2 separate regions of the Hordeum vulgare genome follow, and region 1 is linked to region 2. A link is a contact called in public Hi-C data. All regions are on one chromosome and are shown on one strand. Each heading gives the region's core, a stretch centred on a gene start, on an enhancer-like site or on the middle of the called end of the contact. The rest is flanking DNA. Distances are from core to core; before and after follow the strand shown.

Region 1 (5,749 bases), core at 1,528-4,027, 180 kb after region 2:
CCGGGTGCTCCAGCTATCTCACATTTATTGTTTGCGGATGATTCCGTTCTATTTTTTTGGGCTTCCTAGGATGAGGCGGTGATTGTCAGGGATGTTTTGAACACCTATGCTTCAGCTACAGGTCAACTTAGGGCCAGTTCTTTTGGTGGCTTTTTTGAGCTTCTAGAATAAGCTGTCCCCTACCCAGCTTATTCTAGAAGCCCAACCAAAAATATATTTTTAGAAGCCTATTAGGCAAGTCTTAACTAGTAGACTTCTAAAAAAATAAATTTGATTGGGCTTCTAGAATAAGCTGGGTAGGGGGTAGCTTATTCCAGCTTATTCTAGAAGCCAACAAAAGAACTGGCCCTTATAAATCCATCAAAGTGTTCCATCTTGTTTGCTGACAGCTGCCCTCCTCTGGTAGTTGAAGAAGTGAAGGGTATTGTGCAAGTTACTCAACAGGAGTTTGAGCGCAAGTACCTAGGCCTCCCTGTACCGGAAGGACGTATGCATAAGGGCCAATTTGAGTCCTTACAATACAGATTGAGTAAGAGGTTAATTGACTAGAGCGAGAGGTATTCCTCACAAGCTAGCAAAGAAGTGTTAATCAAGTCTGTTGCACAAGCCATCCCAGTTTATGTCATGAGTATATTTAAACTTCCTTTCTCCGTGTGCGATGATCTAACTAAAATGATGCGACAATATTGGTGGGGGTGGAGAATCACAGAAAGAAAATGGCATGGACTGCATGGGACAAGCTAATCCTTCCCAAGTCTAAAGGAGGTCTCGGATTCCGGGATATGAGAGCTTATAACTAGGCGTTACTAGCTAAGCAAGCTTGGCGTCTCTTGACGACACCGGTTTCTCTGTGTGCTAAACTCCTTCGAGCTAAATATTTCCCTAAGGACAGCTTGACGGATACAGTGTTCTCGGGGAACTCTTCGGCAGTGTGGAAAGGAATTGAGTATGACGTGGAACTAGTGAAGAAAGGCATGTTATGGCGTGTTGGCAATGGTGCAGATATTCGTATTTGGAGGGATCCATGGATTCCACGGGGTCCGTCGTACACATCCATTACTCCCAAGAGGAACTGTCACCTTAACAGAGTAACTGACTTCTTGGACAACCGTGGTAATCGGAAGGTAGAGCTGGTACAACAACACTTTTGGCAGCCGAATGTGAACTCCATTCTCAAGATCAAAACGTCTGTGAGGCAACGGGAGGACTTCATTTCTTGGCCATGGGAGAAATCAGGCATGTTGACAGTAAAGAGCGCTTATCATGTGGCGTTGTCGGACCACTATGATCAATTCTGTCCAGGTTCCTCCACCAATCATCCATCGGGAGATAGATCTCTCCGGCGTTTAGTGTGGAATACTGCGGTTCCACCAAAACTCAAGAATTTCGCATGCCAAGTGATCTCACGCGCCCTGCCGACGGATGCTGAAAAGGGGAGAAGGCATATTGGTCTGAATGGGTACTGCAGGCTTTGTGACCGTGAACAGGAATCATCATTTCATGCGCTACTTTCTCGCCGAAGTGCTGCTTATCTCTGGGACTTGATGCAAACTCATTGGCCTCTTCCAAACAGATCGATGATCAAGTGGACGGGCACTGAATGGTTGTTTCATCTCCTTGCAGAATTACATGACTCTATCAGAAACAGAATTATCATGGTCCTATGGAGAATATGGCACCTTCGGAATGAGCTGGTACATGGTAAATCAATTCCACCACCAGAGGTATCCCCTCCTTCCTTCTCAGCTACTATAATACCTTCAATCAGATTTCACGGGGAGTGGACGAGATTATCAAGGGCAAGTCGCCGGTGTTCTCTGAAGGCTTGGATATGCGATAGACGCGCATAAACCCCACGCCCCGTGTGCCTTGGCCACCCCCTCGGATAGGAACGGTGGCGCTGTCAGTGGATGGATCCTTCAATGTTACAGATGGCTCAGATGGTTCGGGTATGATATCGAGGAACGCTACCGGTGGTGTAATCTTTGCTGCTTACCGCAAGCTATTCCAGTGCAACGACGCCCTTGAAGCGGAGCTACATGCTATTCTAGAAGGTATTAAACTAACAGTTGAGCATTCCAACTCCACGATCATGGTACAATCAGACTGTGTTGTAGTACTTAAAGCTATATCTGATGCATCCTTGGATAGATCAGCCTACGGCCATATGATCCAGGAGATTAAATTCCTCTTAAGTGATAGGGTTTTTATTCCTGTAAAAGTTTCTCGTGATCAAAATAGGGCTGCAGATTGCTTAGCAAACTTTGGACGGTGTGGAGATAGCACATCATGTTGGCTGGGACAAGCTTCTTCGTGTGTCAGTGATTTAGTCGCTGAGGATTGTAATAACTCTCTTATCTTGGACTAAAATCCCTATGACTTCGCAAAAAAAAAATCTAAGCGACCAGGATGAGAAGAGAAGGGAATCAAGCGCCGTGCCGCTGCCGCGAGGGCACGAGTCATCTTTCACCGTGCCGGGAAAGGAGTGTAGGCCTTGCCCCCATCAACGGCCGAGCGGAGCCGCTCCATCGTTCGATCTCGGAACAGCTGGGGTCAGAGTAGTTATCCTCTTCCTTCCCCGAAACTGAAAGGGTCAGAGGCTCAAAGCTGCCCTGCTTTCTCCCGGACACCCGCACCAGCACACAACCCATCCCGACCGTTCGCTCAGAATCCTGCCGCCGAGCGCGACCCAAGAGCTGCAGATCCAACGGCCCCCCGCCCGCCTCGCCTCCTCGTCGTCCGTCCCTAGCAGCCCGCGTCGCGTGCCACCACCACCCCCCGGAACCACATCGCGGTAAAAATCTCAAACAGAAATCGCTTTCCTGCTCGGATTAAAGCCGGGCTCCTCTCCCGAGATCGCCCCACAAATCCTCCCCATCCCTCTTCCCAAAGCCCTCCGACCCAGAAGAGCAGCCAGCGCCCGCCCCGAAACCCCAGCCAACCAATCCAGGCACCACGGGCGCCTCTCCGTCTTCCTCCGCCGGCGACGGCATGGACCCCAGGTGCAAGCACGGCACCGCGGGCGCCTCCTCGTCTTCGTCCTCCGGCGACGCCGACGCCGGCGCCGCGCACCCTAGCTCCAAGTTCGAGGTCCGCTCGCCGCTCCCTCGATCGTGACCTGCCGTGTTTGATTCCTTTTGCATGTCGGTCTGGATACGAGTTGGATCCTAACGAGTTCGATCGATCGTTCCCGCGTTTGTGCGCACGTACGTTCGTGCGTGGTTGCAGGAGGAGGCGAGGATGACGGGGGACGCGCTCCTCGTCCTGGACGGCCTCGTGCAGGTGTTCCCGCAGGTGAGTCCGTGACTGCGATTACGCGATTGGTTTTCTCCTGAAAAAACTTCGTATTCCACGCCCGTTGGATCGGTTGAACAGTCGATGATTTTTTAACAGTAGAATACCGCCGACGAGTTGGTCGGTTCAGTTTCAGCGCATTGCTGATCTGTTGAACTAATTTGTGACGAGTTTGTCGGTTTGGTTTTACTGAACTGCGTAGGTGTACGGTGTTGATCGTGTGTGTGTGTGTATGCCTGCGTGTTTTCGTGAAATAAACTAAGGGCTGCTCTGCGTTGACACACAGATGCTTAATTATATTGCAATGCAAAATGTATGGTGTTCTTTTCTTAATCTGCAGGACATATGTATGCGAACCGCTGGCTTTGGTTGATCTGCTTCCACCTTTATTTCATGCCATACGCATGACACAAAAAAAAGTGCTTTGTTTTTCTCAGACACTACAGAATTTGATTGTAGTACGCATGCACTTTTTTTAAAGATCCTGGCGTTCATTGATAATAGCAGGAAGCAACGGAAAACAAAAAGGTGATGAAGGTCCTAGGACCAAAGATCCGAAGATCAAAGAAAAGAAAAAAGCAGCCCTAATAGCTGCAGCCCCACACCACACAAACCAAACTAGACAGCGCAGCTCTAATAGTACGCATGCATTTTAATTATTTCTGCAATATTGTTGTCTAGTATTGGTGAGAGTTTTTCTCGGTCCGTGATTTTTGTAGGAAAACCTTGGCAAAACTATTTTTTATTTACCAATTAGCAATGCCCAGGTAGTGGATAGAATATAGATCTTACCACATTATTCTATATATAGAAACGGTCAAACTTAAGAAAAAAAAAGTTAAGCAAGTTTGACTTAAGACAAACCTAGAACTTCAATTATTTTGAAATGAAGGGAGTAGTATATGGAATAATGGTGTTACTGTATGATAATGCATTTGTTATTGTTAAAAATTATTATAGACCTGGCACACCACTTACTAACGTGCACTGTGACATCCCCACTATTAACTATGCAGCAGTGGCGGAGCCTCTTGGGGACAATTAGGGGCCTTGCCCCCCTTTCCTAGATTTTTTTTGTCAAATAAGCCTAATCGATCTACTAATCTTTCAACCTCTATAATCACCTTACCCTTGTTCATGCTCCGCCACTGCTATGCAGGTTAACATCTCAACACTGATAGAAGTTTCCATCTCATTCAATGGCGATGCTGATGCAGCAGCAGATTATGTTATCCATAATGTTCTTCCAAATAGTACCGCAGATGACAATAATGCAAACACGAATGACGATTCAGATATTCATGGTAAGATTTTTGTCCTCTATCCGTTAGTACAGCTCGAGTCCTTGCACTGGATAAAGGGCCACTAAATGTCATGCGACCTTCTTTTAGCACCCTGTATTGTTTTCATCTCAAAACACTTCTGTGTGTTGACAAAATCCTTTCTCAGGGGTATTTAGTGACACAAACACTAGTTTCGCGATTCCGCCAATGGATGATGATACCATTCCAGAATCTGTACTGTTTGATGCTGTCAATGAAAATTCTGCTGAACATGGAGAAAGGTCCATGGGAGAACAATTGATGCAGTCACCTGCTGCAGCATCAACATCTGGTCAGGACGATTTACCTGAAGAAATTGATTCTGATTCTGTGCTACCTGGTGCGCAGAAGTCTGTTGTCGATCATGAAGTAGCTCATTCCGAAAACCAGCCGAAAGAAATGAATTATTCGGACCACGCAACTGAAAATCACTGTGATGAACAAATACAATGTTCACCTTCTGAGGAAAACCAAGCCGTGCCAACTACTGAAGAAAATTTGACGCTGCATGGTGATGGTTCACCTGATATGAATGTGCAATCAAACTATTCTGTTAGCCCTGAGTCCATTGATGATGCAATCTCCGCTGAAAATTCCAAGAAGGTAAAACTGTTTCCTTTTCATTTAAATTCAGGAAACATCACTAATATTTGTCAGAAGTACTAGCAACAACTGAAAATAATTGTGATAGTGGCTGTACAATAGTAGAATCAACATCACTTTCACTATGTAAAATTGAGGATTAAAATATACCCACCTTCCTCCTTCAAATCTCAATATTCCCTCACCAAATTTCTAATCATTTTAACTAATCCGAGCATCACATTTGGGTTACATAATGTGCTGCTTAGGTTGGACTTATTAAGAACTTCCTAATACAGTTGTTCTCCCCAAAATTTACATGTTTCCAATTTCTCTTAATGTATGAATGTGTGTTGCAGAATACTTTGCTGTCAAATGTTGCAGCGATGAGTGAAATGCTAGAGGAGGTTGAGCTTAGTGAGGCAGAAACAAAACATGTTGTATCCGAAGCAAGCCAAGCTGGCAATGATATTCTTGTAAAGGCGGCGAAGCTAAAAGAAATGTCTGCACTTGCAGCGGAAGAGAACAACAAGGTTTTACTCAAAATAATT
Region 2 (5,285 bases), core at 104-2,603:
AGCTGCAGCAAACAAAACACGCAAGTAACTAAAATATGAACAACAACAAAACAATCAATTGAATATTGAATTACAGATTTTCAAAAGAGGAAAAGTAATAGCAGCATCAGTGTAGAGGCACACATTAAATAAGACATGCTAAAAGAGGTGACACTTAACAGTAACACTTGATAAGCAGTATCTCACTCCTTTGTTGATTCAATTGAAAATTCCTACCACCTACAGATCTGAGGTTTCGTAATGTCTCATGACAGATTATAACAATTTACAGCTTCTCAGAAGGATAAACAAAAACACCAAAAGTTACGGCATATATTACGTGCTGAAAAGCCATAGTTATGTGATACCTGCAATCCTGCATACACAAATGTAGGGGATCAAAGAAGCACTAGAGTGGACATCTTTACAATATCTACTACTCCCTCAGTCCCGAATTGGTTGTCTTAGATTTGTCTAGACTAGATACCGATGTATCTAGAACTAATTTGGGACAGGGGTACATGATACTTCCAATTCCCAGTCGACTAAAGTATCCTCTGATCATTTCATATCTTCCCACGTAAGAGGTGGGTCTTACAAAAAGCCAAATCCCCCACACCCCTTTTTCCCATTTCCCCAATTCCTTGCTTCCTTTTTGTTTGTTCTACTTCCCTACCACAACACTTTTAGAAACATGTCGGCATTAGTAACGTAATTTTTACTGTCAGAACAGAAAATTTTACTGCTAGATGATTTAGCACATGGACATAGTCGTAACCTTTAAATTCTTCCGATTAGTAACAAAAACGACAGCATTAACTCTAATTTTTAGCCATTCAGTAACGATAGTCGCAATCCCCCAAATGTAACATAGTACGATTCCTCTTAAACATCACTCCTCAAACGGCAAACAGATCGAGCACAACGAGGGGAGGATGAAATTGCAAAAAAAAAAAGAAAAAAAAAAGAGGGGGTGACGCGAAAAGTTAGGGGTTCGGATCGGACCAGCCTGCGCCTTCTCGGAGTCGGTGCCGCTGCGCTGGAGGATCTCGAGCTCGACGAGGCCGAGCGACATGAGCCCGAGGGTGAGCCCCGACATGATCCCGGCGAAGAGCACCAGGAAGCAGGAGATGCCGGCGTACGCCCACCACCCGACCGACCCGAATGGCGTGTCATTCCCCTTGAGGATCGCCGCCGCCACGCTCACCCCCGCCGCCGCCGCGGCGCTCGACGCCGGACGCGCCGTCGCCGCGACGGCCCGCACCGCCGCCGCCAGGCTCGCCCCTCTCGCCCTCCCCGCTCCGGCCACCGCCGCCATCGCGCCTCCGCCGCTCCGATGTGCCAGAGCCAAAGCCCCACAGCCTGACAAGCGCTGGCACCGTATAAGGATGTGGGCGAGAGGAAGGCGACAAGATCACTAGGACTCCAGGAGCGGGGCGAGGCGAGGCGCAGGGGCCGTTGGATGCGCCGCGAGGCGTGGATGTGGCCGTCGATCGGACGGCTGACGAAAGGACCGCGGGGCCACCTGTCCCCGCTGCGGCCGAGCGGTGCACGTCTTCGGCGTTTTGGACCGTGGACTGGAAGAATTGGCGGTGGCTGTGTACGTGGCGGTACTAGATCGAGCATTTGTGCTCGCAAGGCATAACGGTATGAGAAAGAGGGCTTCACGATGACCAAATTTGATGTGATTGTGATTGCGATATTCGCATCCATACGCCGATTCAATTGGTGGGATATTCTACCATGAAGAAAACATTGTCAAACTTTGGAAGGTACATATATAATCCTCACGGCATCTCCGGCGTAGACCCTCAAACCTTTATTAAGGGTCCGGACCGGGCAGCCCGGACCGCGAAAGTTATCAAAAACGATCCTGTATTGATCCGTAAAGCGGTTTGGACATGATTTTTCTGTAAATCAAAGACAAATGTGCGGAGGTTTGCGAGATTCCGAACTGCCACTTCGCTCGATTTTGACCATTCTGGTCCATCAAAAATATCTCCTCCCTCTCGCGTGAAACGGCCAGCATCGCTTCAGAGCGTCAGTGCCCGCATTCATATCCGACGAGAGCGTACGTGACCTCTCACTAGCGTCGGCATTGAAGCGGTGCGTTGGTCAAGACAGCGTTGCCTGCATCGCTTCCCGGTGCAGGCGACTGCTGCGCATTCAAATGACACGACGGCCGCTCGTCCGTCCATCTCCCGTCCACATTGATGGCACGCGGTTGCCGAGGCATCTCCTTCGATGCCACCCGTCCGTCCGTCTGCCGCCTGCAATTGCTATATAAACCGCTCCCCGGTCATAGCCGCAGTCATGAGTCTCCGATCCCTCTCTGCACACTGATCTCACAATGGATTCCTCTCCATCAAAGCTCTCTCGAACGGGATGACGTCGGAGCAGAAGAAGGAGACGGACGGCATTGATGCCCGTTGGCGGGCCAGCAGGCAATCGAAGGATGTCGATACCCCCAATGGAGGACGCGATCGACGATGACCCGACGCTATCCTCCTCTTCCTCCTCCATCGTGCCTCCCTCGTCAGTGCACTGCACCATGACCATCGGCGAGGCTCGTGTCATTTACATGGACATGGTGCGGAAGGAGAGGTTCCGGAAGGCGCAGGTCGACGCCGCCTACAACCACCACCTCCTCCAAAAGCACATGTAGACAGAGGAATAGCTCGGTGTCGGTAGGGCAGTCGTGCTCGATGCGGACTTGGCAGAGGAGGAGGCGCTCCTAGAGTCCTACAGCTTTGCTCGAGTGATTCGCCTCACCCGCTGGCGGTACCGACAGCAGGTGGCGGAGGTAGCAGCCACGGCCAAGGACGACGAGGAGGAGCAGGGTGTATCGTGTTTCGGTGAGACCTACGACGAGGAGGAGGACAACACCGAGTCCGCACCCAACGATGGCAGCGAGGAAGAGTAGTGCACGGGAAGTTGCCTTCGCTATGGTCCCAAGAAGGGCACAACTCCTCCCCTACTGTCGATGCCAAGCTTGGTGGGCTGAACAACATGGACGATTAATTGTTTGGCAGCGATGTGGAGGTGGACATGTGCGCTTGTCGGGTCTCTGGAGGAGGAGGTTACAGAGGCAGAGCTGGAGAGCACTCAGGCGGCATAAAAAAGGTCTTTGCGCAATAGCAATAAAGGTTGGGATACGTTTATCTCTTCTGAGCAACCTCTTTTCGGTTCTAAGACTATCCTTGTAGTAGGATACATATGCTTTGGGTTCTTTGTTATGTTGATCGGGAACGAGAGACAAGGGTCCTAAACCTTAAAAATCCTAAATGCTAACCCTAAACCTTTACCCAGGTTCGGTCACTCCAATGGAGGTAAAAGCATACGCCATACGTTTGGTGTTATTGATGATGAACTCGATTACAAGGGTTCAGAATCGCTAGCCCAGCTCTTGAAGATTCCTCACTTGTCATTTTCACCTCACGGCTCCCCTTTCTATATAGGTTGAGGTCTTGAGATTACAACAGAGTCCGGGTCGTATTGCGGCTCGTGACCTAGTCCAACTCCTACTCATCTTGTCATCTACGTAGGGAAAGCTTCTTACGTCTTCTACAATGAGACGACCCGCCAGGTGATCTTCGATAACCCGGCCTTCAGGATGAGCCGCCCCCCGGGCCTCATGCCTCATATGAATCTTGTTCTTGGGCCAAACTTGAAAGGCCGGGTCATCCCCTAGGCGGGTACGCCATGGGGTATATCCCCAATAGACTGCACAAACAAATCACTAGTGTCCAAATTCGACAGTCACTGCACAAGCAAATTAAGAAGGACATGGAGAGAAAAGAGAAAGGAGAAGATGTACCATGTGCATGGTCATCTAAACCCTTAATGAAGTGCTAGCACACATACGTGAAGAGCCAAGAAAATGTGACCAACCGAAGTCTTATCCGATGGATTAGGTAGGAATTGACACCAAGATCAGTACTTGCGAAACATCACATAATCATACAATATCAATGAGGAGAAAACCATCCAAAGAGAAAATAAAGAAGGGGAAGATAAGGAAAGTGGACAGCTAAAATTCAAGGAACAAATGCTCAACAACCAACCAAAATACCCAAACAAAAATCCAAAGATGTAGCAGAGGCAAGAAGTAGCCAAAAGAGAAATATGAGATGCAAATTAGACAAAATCTGAGAAAAAATGGTGTGATCGGATCCACAGGTGTAGGCACTCACCTCAATTAAAGCCACATTTGTAAATCTTGAAGTCTCACAAACCTATTGAAACCATGGATTGGCAGTGGGGGCGTATGGGGAGGCTAATCAAACCGAGAGGAGGAGCTGATGGGAGTTAAGATAATGCGAAAGTCCGAACATAGCTAGGACTGGAGGCGCAACACCATGCAACCACCTAAAAACCATCAAATCTTATAAAGAACACATCTTTTTGGAAATATGTCCTAGAGGCAATAATAAAATAGTTATTATTATATTTCGTGTTTCAAGATAATCGTTTATTATCCATCCTATAATTGTATTGAATGGAAACACAAATACATGTGTGGATATATAGACAAAACAATGTCCCTAGTGAACCTCTAGTTGACTAGCTCGTTGATCAAAGATGGTTAAGGTTTCCTAGCCATAGACAAGTGTTGTCACTTGATAACGGGATCACATCATTAGAAGAATGATGTGATGGACAAGACCCAAACTATAAACGTAGCATATGATCATGTTATTTGGTTGCTATTGTTTTCTGCATGTCAAGTATACATTCCTATGACCATGAGATCATGTAACTCACTAACAGCAAAGGAATGCCTTGTGTGTATCAAACGTTGCAACGTTACTGGGTGACTATGAAGGTGTTCTATACGTATCTCCGAAGGTGTCCGTTGAGTTAGCATGGATCAATACTAGGATTTGTCACTCCGTATGACGGAGAGGTATCTCGGGGCCCACTCGATAATACAACATCACAAACAAGCCTTGCAAGCAATGTGACTAAAGAGTTATCCACGGGATCTTGTATTACGGAATGAGTAAATAGACTTGCCGGTAACGAGATTGAAATAGGTATGGAGATACCGACGATCAAATCTCGGGCAAGTAACATACCGAAGGACAAAGGGAATGATATACAAGATTAACTGAATCCTTGACATAGAGGTTCAACCGATAAGATCTTCGTAGAATATGTAGGATCCAATATGGGCATTCACGTACCACTATTGGATATTGACCGGAGAGTGTCTCGGTCATGTCTACATAGTTCTCGAACTTGCAGGGTCTACACACTTAAGGTTCGGTGACGTTTCGGTATAGTTGAATTATTGATAGTCCCGG

What was found. A called contact is a pair of places that touch in the nucleus more often than the background predicts.
Region 1: a Hi-C map of seedling shows a contact between it and region 2, with 2.7 times the contacts expected there. The contact joins the promoter of LOC123442124 here to the promoter of LOC123442103 in region 2. A contact is called at or near these places in 2 of 6 Hi-C or Micro-C datasets (leaf and seedling).

Annotation. Positions count from the first base shown.
Region 1 is chr1H:421,869,979-421,875,727 of MorexV3_pseudomolecules_assembly, forward strand. It overlaps LOC123442124, which reads left to right and starts at 2,778. Exons shown (of 9, transcript XM_045118221.1): 1 at 2,778-3,090; 2 at 3,229-3,294; 3 at 4,454-4,598; 4 at 4,744-5,219; 5 at 5,558-5,731. The coding sequence starts at 2,992.
Region 2 is chr1H:421,690,561-421,695,845 of MorexV3_pseudomolecules_assembly, forward strand. LOC123442103 (DUF21 domain-containing protein At4g14240-like) reads right to left here and starts at 1,354. Exons shown (of 13, transcript XM_045118207.1): 1 at 985-1,354; 2 at 1-2. The coding sequence starts at 1,297.